2 separate regions of the Mus musculus genome follow, and region 1 is linked to region 2. Evidence: chromatin contacts called from public promoter capture Hi-C data. All regions are on one chromosome and are shown on one strand. The core of a region is the stretch at or near the end of the contact, and the rest is flanking DNA. Distances in the headings are between cores, read along the strand shown. Region 1 overlaps Mrvi1 (MRV integration site 1). Region 2 holds the start of Rnf141 (ring finger protein 141).

Region 1 (5,270 bases), core at 1,796-4,295, 47 kb after region 2:
TATTCTAACTCCACCAGACACTATGAGAAGCCCTCATCTTGGGTTTCTGAGCTTCATTTGAAGTGTCTTTGGTATCACCCTGGATGGTATGTGAACAGGACTCTGCAAGCTTGAAGCATTCCAACTCATTCCACGTTCACTCAAAGGAGGGACGGTTGATGACACTATTAGCGAGGAGGATGTGATGTTAAGGGTGAAAATTCACTAATAGAAGTCATTTCAGTGTGTTTCCTACACCATTACTCGGAATAACGGAAGCTGCCACTTTCAGAACTTCTCCTTATCGTGTATATAAAATGATACAATTCATGTTCTGTGTTCAACACTATACCTGCATAAGAGTACGACCAGAAAAACAACTGAATACATGAAAAGTATTTTCATTTTTCAAAAATGTAAATCTTGCCCCTTTGAATATATTTTCAAATATGATTTGTTCAAAATTATCAGAAAAGTATCATCAAGGACAGTTGGGTTTGGTTCAGTGTCACCAACATCCTGGAGCCTGTGTATCTGTCTGTCCTCCATAGCCCCGTATTTTAAGTATGACCCTTGAAAAGCATGCTGCTATATATTTCATTTGTTCTGTTTTTTTAACTTGAAAATCTTGGTCAACCAACAGTTTCACACTGTCTATACTTCTTGTGATCATTAACAGAGTTGTTTTTATTTCTATCATTTCATTTTCTATAATTTACCTTGATTTATTACTTTATTATTTTTTAATTTCTTTCCCACTCTATATATTTGTTGAGATACTATCCATCCTAATCTTTAAAATAGGGCTTTAACTTCTGATATTATTTGGCTTTAAATTTAAAATTAGGGCTGGAAAGATGGCTCTGCTGCTAAAGGCTAGGCTCGCAACCAGAAATAAATTTAAAATTAATCAATTATTTCCTAAATAGTGCTCAAAACAATAACTCTCAAAAACCTTTATTAGAGAGCTAGTCACCATTTTTATGTCACCCTGTGTATTCTCAGTTATGCATTATTCATCCAACCAGCATACTGGATACTTATTTGGCTCCACCCACATGCTTATGAACTTCCTTGGTCACCATCCTATCTTGCATTCTGTCAATCTGAGACCCAACACCCGCCCCCCAACTCTAGTATAGTCTTTAATTGTCCTTTCAGTAGGGACCTATGAAAAGACCCCTTTCTTATCATTATCCCCAGCCCTAAGCCTTGCATGACCACCTGTCTATTTCCTCTCAGGACTTTGAGGGGTCAAACCACTGTCTTCTGGTGCTATTGTTGCTCTTGAGAGTTGAGAATTATCTATATACAAATGTTCTTCTCATTACGTTTAAGATCTTCACTTAGCTTTTCCTTTCTCTTCCCCTTCCCTCCCCTCCCCTCCCCTTTCCTCCCCTTCCCTTCCCTCCCTTTCCTCTCCCTTCCCCTCCCCTCCCCTCCCCTCCCTTCCCTTTCCTTTTGTTTGTGTCTGTGGTGTACACACCTGAACGTGTGCGTGAATATGTGTGCGTGTTCATGCTTAAACAGGCCAGAGGTTAACACTGGGCATGAGACAAGGCTTCTTACTGAAGCTGGATCTTGCTTCTTCAGCTAGACTGGCTGGTCAGAGAGGTCCTGGGATTTGCCTGCCTCCAATTCCTCAGAGCTGGAGTTACAGGCGCAAACCACCACGCTTGAGCTTTGTGTGGGTGCTGGGCATCCAAACTCTGGTCCCCATGCTTGCCCAGCCAGGGTTTGCACCCACCAGGCTGTCTCTTCACTCTGTATTTTATCTTTTTTTTTTTTTTTTGATGTTTATATTTCACGTGGATTGTAGTTTTTTCCTGATAGACTTCACTACACTGCTGAATCCAGTGATTTGTGTGGAAGATGCTAGGTTATTTCTTTGAAGATTTCCTGTGCCGAATTTTCCCCTTATGGATCACACGGCAAATGGATTGTAGGCTCTCTCCCATACCCCGTGTCTCAAACACTATCTACCGTGTTTTAATCACTGTATCCATTCAACTGCATTTTGGGTAACTCTCTCAAATCTTCCAGTCACAATGAACAGGTTAATATTCTGGAAGGGTGGTGCTCATCAGATCAGGAGGAAGAAAACTGGGGTCGTGTGCACACCAGTTCTTATGGGCTTCAGCCAGACGTGACTCGGCTCATCCACAAAGCTCTCCACAATGCCTGATCTATCTTCCAGGGAAGGTTTTCTCAACCTGTGGTCAAGACCCCTTTAGGGATCAACCAACCTTCAGGGGTTGCATATCAGATATCCCACATATCAGATATTTACATTATGATTCATTACAGTAGAAAATTACAGTTGTAAAATAGCAATGAAAATAATTTTATGGCTGGGGGTCACCACAACATGAGAAATCCTATTAAAGGAAGCAGCGTTAGTAAGGTTGAGAACCGCTGCTCCAGGAGGTGGAAAATAAGACAGGGGAGAGGAATTCAGAATACTGAGAAACCTCCTCTACCATGGTTATCACACCTACCGAGTCTCCCTCACCCCTGACCCCTTGTTTTGAGTTGTAGTTCTGTCATAACTGTTATTTGATCCTGTGTTTGCCATCTGCCTTTCCATGTCTCTGCTGATTTTAAAATTCTAATTACTTGACTATCTGGTATTCGTAAACACAATCTTATATTTGGTGGGTCTACTGATTTGTGTCCACGGTGGACTGTTCCATTGTGTATTTGCGCTGTGAACTCGTCTTCATCCAGGCCCTATGGAGGATTCTGTGTGTGCTGGTGCAGGGTGTGCCTCTCTGTAGCGGCTGACTGTGCTCCTGGAGATCTCCTCCCGATGTTCTTTCCAATTCCCCAGAGATTGCACCACTGTGGCTGTCATTCATGTACTTTCTCTATGAGGAAGGAGAGAGCATTTGTTCCTCCCAGGGTACAGGGGGAAAGAGGCAAGCTTCCACATTTGCTTTGCTGCTGGCTGGTGAGGGAGGCTTTTTATTCCCTGCAGAGATTCTACCTCAAGGCACAGTCCCTAGAAGGTCCTAGCCTTGCACACGGAGTTCATTGTCCACTCGGCGGGCACCAGGGCTCAAAGGTTGCTCTCAGCTAGTACTGAAAACGAACAGTTCCAGATAAGCAGGGCGGCTCTGGCTTCAGCAAGCCGCAGGGTCAGCGTGGTTTCAGTTCTCTTCTTGGTTCTGGCTGTTTCTTGTGGGCTCAGCTGTTCTTTTAGGTGCCTTGTTTTATTTTGTCCAGCAGGAAGTTTAAGCATTTTGGATAAAGGATTTTTAAGTTTTCTGGTCACCCCAAAAAGCAGAACCAGAAAAAATTCTCTATATGTGAAGAGTTCAAATACATTTCCAACCTTGTAGCTGGGATAATCAGAGAATTTACAAAATAAAAGGATAAATGTTTAACAAATGCACAGAAGGGCATCAAACTTTGAATCAAACAATTTATGAGATAAAACAATTTATGTCTATAAAATTATAAATATATTTCAGAAGAGAGAACAAGTTTGGCCATCAGTGTACTACAAATCTCAACCATTAGCATAACCCACTAAATGACCATGTCAATGAACTACTTGAAAATAGTTTATTTATAAATATTTACTTTCCTAATCTAGTAATGTTTTAATTTCATTAGCTTTTTAGTTAGTAAACAAAATAATACATTTTATTATAACCTTTTCACACATTATGTCATTCTACTAGGCTTATGTCTGCCCTCCTCACAGCCCTCCTGTCCCTTGCCCACTGGTCCCCTTTACCTCTACAAAGAGTCTCCCCTCTGTCAGCTAGTATTCATATTTCTAGAAGTTTGTTCAAGGGAAATAATCCAAAATGCAGATGATCAGCATGTTGCATGTTCCAAAAATGTGGTCTTTATGAGCAACTTATCTTTTAATCAGGGATATTTTATTTCACTATAAGTCTCAGTCATAGACAGACAGACTGCCAGAAGTCATGTAAAGGCTTTTTAAAAAATATGCTGTCCGGGACTGGAGAGATAGATTAGTGGTTAAGAAAACTGGCTGATCTTCCAGAGAACCTGGGTTCAATCCCCAGCACCCACATGGCGGCTCACAGCTGTCTGTAATTCCAGATTCGGGGGATTTGACACTGACGCACATGAAAAAAAAAAAAGATGTTGTTTGAGAATGGTCATAGCACAGCACACCTGCTCTATGTCTAGATTCACCAATGCTCGCCTCTCTGCAGCAGCCACAGTGGAGGAAGAGCTTGGAAAAACCAAAGTGGGACTAGATATCCCCAGCCCTTATTCTCTGGAGGATTTGGCTCTTGAAGCCCTTTGCTCTGGCTAGCACTTTCCCAGCCCCCAGACTGGGTCATGGGACTCTACAGAGCCCATCTCACCCAGGAGTCTGCTTATTGTATTTCCGGTGGGTGGGTGTGCTGTATGAACATGCTTGTGTGGCTATGTGTGGTATGTGAGGAGAATGTGCATATAGAAGCCAGAGTGTCTCCCTTTATTGCTCTCCATTGTATTTTCTGAGGCAGGACCCCTCACTGAACCTGGAGTTCACCATTCTCAAGACTAGCTAGCCAGCAAGCTTCGGGACCTACCTATGTCCTTTGTCTATCCTGCCCATGTCTGTGTGCCTACACTCCACATCAGTGACTTCAGGCCATGCCCAGAAAGCCATCCCCATCTACTCTCTCCTAGAGTAAACCAATCCTTTCCTTCTCTAACCTTTTACAGCCTGTGGCAGTGTCTTTCTCCTCCCTGGACACGACAACCCTCAGCCCAGTGCCACAGGCAACAAACTCTCAGGACAGATCTGATTTCATCTGATGGTCCCTGCGGCCTTTCTGCTGAGCTCAGAGTAGAGTAACTGGTGCTTGTCTGCTTCCTTTTCTTGTAGCACTAGGACTGGGGCTATGCCATTCAGGGCATACCAAAAGTGCTCAAAAAGCATCTTAGAATGGATGAATGAGACCCCTGGGTAACCGATGATCCCATAGAGCATAGCGAGAGACAGGCTCTTGTTCTATAGCCCAGGCTGGCCTCAAACTTGCAGTAAGCCTGTTTTTGCCTCCCAGGTGCTAGGATTCCTCTACAAGATTCCTCTATAATGACAATCACTTCATCCGCAAAATTCTGGTACATTAGTTTACAGGAGATATGAGCCTTGTACAGAAATAATTACCCGAACCTACATGCTAGGGTTTTCTTGGAATCCACTTTCCATTTGTATCGAGAGCAGTTTGTTAGGGGTCCAGATGCTTGTGGCTGGGGAACCTGGCTGCCAAGATCCAAAGCAGACAGCCCTGAGCACATGTACATGGCCTTTGGAC
Region 2 (4,988 bases), core at 99-2,598:
ATAAAATAAAACCTGAAAACCTATAAACAAACAGAGTACTGAGTAAGTGCTGGAGTTCTAATAGCACCAGTTGTTAATTTTCCTTATAGATTATCCATTCATCCTTTCATGGATTCTTGGAAAATTGGCAAGTATTATAGACAGCCTGACAAAGCACACACCAAGTAGTAAGTACACTCTGACTTAGAAAGAAAAATATTCTCTTTGCACCTTCTCTACCTTTTTAGAAAGAGAAATCAACTTCCTCTAGTTAAAAGAATTTAGATATATTCAGAGAATATCTATCCTATATGTCCCTTATATATATGGTTCCCTTACGCCAAATGACAAAGATAACATAGTCTTGAAAAACACAATCATGTTAAGACAGAAACCGAAACCAGCCAGCACAAAAGGGGTAAAACAAAATCCACGCAAGTCCTGAGGGCTCTGAATTCAGAAGGCATTACTTTTCAAGGACAACTATCAGGACCATTGGTCGGGTGACAGTTCAAGCCCAAGTAAAAGTCTAAAGGGTGAATTTCATTCTATAGCAAGCACGGTAAGGGGGTGTGGAAAAGATGGTCTTAGTTTGAGAAGCACGGATTAAAAGCAACTGGGAGTGTTACTGGAGCTACATGTACTCCAGAAGAAGGACAAGAAATGCTGGGCATCAGGAAATGGGGCTGGGTCGGAATATGAAGAATATGAAGGTAGGCTGGAGACAAATTGCAACAACAGTAACCCCACAGTTTTGTAATGAAACTGCACACAGAAGGCAACTTACCCTACAATTATGATTAGCAAGGAAACTTTTTTTTTAATGTCGGTCCTCAAAAGGTAGCAATTAGCTTGACAAGCAAGGGCCCGGGTGCACTGCCGGGGCGGGTTTAGTAGGAGGGCTGGCCGACACCACGGGCCCAGGCTCTCCCTCAGAAGCCTTGCCCTGTGGCCACCCTGCCGCCCTGGCCCCAGCACCCGCCCCTCAGCCCCTCCTTGGCGCACCTGCTCTGCTAACCAACAGCTAAACTGCTCAGTGCGCCAGCGCCAAGATTCAAAACCGCTCGAGCTGATCTCTGAAAGCTCTCCTCAGCACCACCGCGAAGGCGGACCCAGAGTCTCCACCGCCACCGAGAAGGCGGACCCAGAGTCTCCACCCGCCCAGGAATCGGTGCCCAAAGCCCGCAGCCGAGGCCCTGACAAGGGGCCCTAGCTCCTCTGAAGCCCGGTTTCACACCCTGGTGCTGCCCGGGCCTCCACTCCCTACTCCAGGACCGTGGAGTGGCTGGGAAGGGACACAGCGAAGGGGCGGCGCTGCAAGGCTCACCCAGTTCAAGGCATCGCTCTCCTCGCACCAGGGACACCGCCTCGGCTGCTGCTTAGCTAAACCCGCTAGGCGGCAGCGGCGCGGCCCGCAAACCAGTCGCACCTCAGTGACGTAAGGCCACGCCCTCGCGCGTTGCCTGGAGACGGAGCTCCACCCCCCCCTGTTGGCTTTGGAGGTTTTTGTAGCTCAAGGCTGCTGACACACACCTGTAGGCAAAATAGTCACATACATAGAAATCAATAAAATTAAATACTTTTGTAAAAAAGGACAAAAAAATGAAGAGGCAAGTCACAGGCTTTGGAAAAGCAAAATATATTTAACAAAGGACTTCTAATTAGAATACACAATTCTTACCCCTCCCCCCCCCAAAAAAAAAAAAAACAACAACAACAACAAAAAAACCCACAATTTTTTTAAATGGCCAAAGACTAGACTAGCCTTTTAGATTTATGGATAGCAAATAAGCACATGAAATGATGTCTGAGACCATTATGCAAATTAGAAGGGAAGTGAATTATCAATACAATACCACAGTGGCTAAAATGAAAAGAACTGTATTAAATATTGACAAAGATGCTGAACAAATCTGTTCAGATTGTCTGTTGGGGATGTAAAATGATACAATCATTGTGGAACGAGATTGTGGCCATTTCTTTAAAACCTAAGCACAAACATTCCAACCACATAGTCCAGTCATCCTGCTTCTAGAATAGATCCACATGAAGACTAGTACACCAACATCAGATACCTGATGTGGTGGTTTGAATGAAAATGGTCCCCATAGGCCCACAGGGAATGGCACTATTAGGAAGTGTGGCCTTGCTGCAATAGATAAGGCTTTGTTGGAGAAAATATGTCACTAGGGGTGGGCTTTGAGTTTTCAGATGCGTAGGTCAGACCCAGTGTCACTCTCTCTTCCTGCTGCCTGCTGATCCAGATGTAGAACTCTCAGCTACCTCTCCAGCATGTCTGCCTGTGTGCTGCCATGCTTCCCACCATGACTATTATGGACTAAACCACGGAATTCTAAGTCAGCCCCAATGAATTGTTTTCCTTTATACGAGTTTCTCTGATCATGGTGTCTCTTCACAGCAGTAGAAACCCTATGACAACATATCAACAGGTGAATGGAAAACAACTGAAATAAAGTCACACAATGGAATATTACTCAGCAATAATAAAGAATACATGATTGACACACTTAACAATGTGGATGAGCCTGAAATACTTAGGCTGAAAGAAGATAGACCTTCCAAAAAAATTTTCTAGAATAGCCCCCGCCCCCAGGAATCTTTAGTGGCAAAATCAGATCAGTGGTTGCTTAGCGGGTGGTGTCAGGTAGGAAACACTACAGTGTTAGAATGGGAACTAGAGGTGGCTGACTCAACGGTAAAACACTTGCCTAGCATGTTTAAGCCTTGGCTCAGACTCAAACACAAGTCCTCCAAACCTTCAAAGGGTAAGAAGAAACATTTTAGGGTATTGGCTATGTTCACTGTCTTAGAGCATGACACCACAGACATGAATGTAATATGAAAACTTCTCAAATTGTACACCTTACTCATATATAGTTTAGTATATGCCAACTACATTCCCAAAAAGTTATGGGGTAAAGATGTAGCTGCTTCATGTTTTAAAGGTTCATATCTTTGTCTAACCTGAGCCCAGTCAGAAAAAAAATAGTCTCCATAAAGCACAGTTTTATAAAGTGGGACCTGTATTCCTTTTTATAGTGAGCACCACAAAGACTGAAATAAAGGAGAGATTGCAAGACCAAGGTGATATAACGTGGTAGTTATATTAAAATAATTAATGACCAGTCTAGGCAGCCGCTGCTTAGCATAACAAGTTCCTTTTTATGTTTGCATAAACATAATGAAGAACCCAGATGGTAAACAAAATAAGATCACTATTTTATTAAATAGTGTTACCTAAACATATGTCTTAGTCACTTTCTGTTGCTGTGAAGAGACACCATGACCATGGCAGCTCTTATGAAAGAAAGGATTTAACTAGGGGGTGGCTTACAGGGTCAGAGGCTTAGTCCATCATCGTCATGGCAGGGAGCATGAGGGCGTGTATGATGCAGAGGAAGTAGCTACATCCTGACCCACAGGCTGAGGAGAAACCCTGGGCCTGGAGTGGGCTTTTGAAACCTCAAAGCTTCAAACTTCAAACCAGTGGCACATTCTCTCTAACAAGACCACACTTCCTAATCCTTCTAATCCATTCAAATAGTGCCACTCCCTGATGACTAAGCATTCAAATATAAGAGCCTATGGGGGCCATTCTTTTTTTTTCTTCCATATGACTCTTCTTTTTTTCTTTGATATTTCCTTTATTTTAATTTCAAATGTTATCCCCTTTCCTGGTTTCCCCTCCAAAACCCCCTCACCCTCCCCCCTAGCTCACCAACAGACCCACTCCCACTTCCTGGCCCTGGCATTCCCCTATACTGGGGCATCGAACCCTCACAGGACAAGGGCCTCTCCTCCCATTGATGACCGACTAGGCCATCCTCTGCTACATATGCAGCTAGAGCCATGAGTCCCACCATGTGATTTTTTTGGTTGGTGGTTTAGTCCCAGGGAGCTCTGGAGGTACTGGTTAGATCATATTGTTGTTCCTCCTTTGGGGATGCAAACCTGTGGGGTCCATTCTTATCCAAATCAACCACAAAGTATACATGATTAACCATCCTCTGTCATAAGGTTATTCTGTAGTAATGTTTATCTTACATATAATAAAAGTGTTAAAATGTTTATAGAAAATTAGATAGATAGATAGATCATAAGAATTATAGAAGAAGTCTCCAAGTTCATCTGCCTATATGAAAGACTGTTTTTTTTTCAATAAACAGTGTAATTTGTTATGAGTATTCAGAGCTTCACAGTTTAGGAATTTTCCATTCAGTGATAATATGAGAATTGAATGCACTCGAAGTGAATACAGTCCCATAGGGATACTCAGATGCATTTTGACTTTTGAAATGTATATTTTTTTTTCTAGGAAGGTATGTCCTAGGACTCCTATCAGTCTGTAAGGTCACTGAACATCTGTGTCAGGACTGTGGGAATACTGTGGAAGACTGTGAGTGGCAAACACTATTAACTTCCTGTATGTAATTGATGAAACTTTGAGTTTGACAGTGCTGACTAACAGTCATCTGCTCCAACATTCCTTATAGATGAGGAAAACGGAGATCCAGGGGTAGGACGTGTTGCACCCAAGAACTACAGAACAAGTGAATGAGAGTGGGCTAGCTTCCAGAGATCCTAGGCTGCCACTCTGTGTTTTCCTTCACAGTGTATAGGATCACCTTCAATTCTCAGGGTAGAACACAGAAAAACTAGTTATCTATGGTTAAGATGAAACCTCTGGCTGGGCAGAGGTGACAACTTCTTTTAATCCCAGCAATGACAGGTGGGTCTCTGAGTTGAAGGCTAGACTGGTCTACATAGTGAATTCCAGGGCAGCCAGAGCTACCCAGAAAAACCCAGTCTTGGAGTGGGGGGTGGGGGGGGAACCAACAACAAAAACATCAAACCATCAAATCTCTGTCATCTTCTAGGATGCTGCACTCTGGTGTTTCTATATCCCAGTCCATCCTTTCTTTTGCCTGCTTCTACACTCTAGTGTCCCTACTATGGGCACTATGGTCTCCCCTTAGCCCTCGGATCTT

The links. Promoter capture Hi-C pulls out the DNA fragments that hold promoters and counts their contacts.
Region 1: a promoter capture Hi-C map of liver shows a contact between it and region 2, with 2.3 times the contacts expected there. The contact joins the enhancer-like site here to the promoter of Rnf141 in region 2. A contact is called at or near these places in 9 of 39 promoter capture datasets (the C10 cell line, the HPC-7 cell line, embryonic stem cells and 4 more), 1 of 15 datasets of contacts at CTCF or cohesin (CD8 T cells), 13 of 484 Hi-C or Micro-C datasets (bone marrow-derived macrophages, embryonic stem cells, liver and 4 more), 15 of 115 datasets of contacts at active chromatin or transcription factors (CD8 T cells, the HPC-7 cell line, the SCID.adh cell line and 10 more) and 3 of 9 other capture datasets (adipose tissue, liver and pancreatic islet).

The regions. Positions count from the first base shown.
Region 1 is chr7:110,888,801-110,894,070 of GRCm38.p6, forward strand. All of the region lies in intron 15 of Mrvi1 (MRV integration site 1), which reads right to left. Among named protein-coding and RNA genes, the nearest start is that of Gm16336, 14 kb to the right of the region's middle. Within about 2 kb of position 3,046, at least 56 of the 459 cell types and tissues checked have an H3K27ac peak or open chromatin away from gene starts, as enhancers often do. A contact at or near this core is called in adipose tissue, bone marrow-derived macrophages, liver and 3 more, where this site is marked.
Region 2 is chr7:110,843,033-110,848,020 of GRCm38.p6, forward strand. It overlaps Rnf141 (ring finger protein 141), which reads right to left and starts at 1,349. Exons shown (of 6, transcript NM_025999.3): 1 at 1,307-1,349.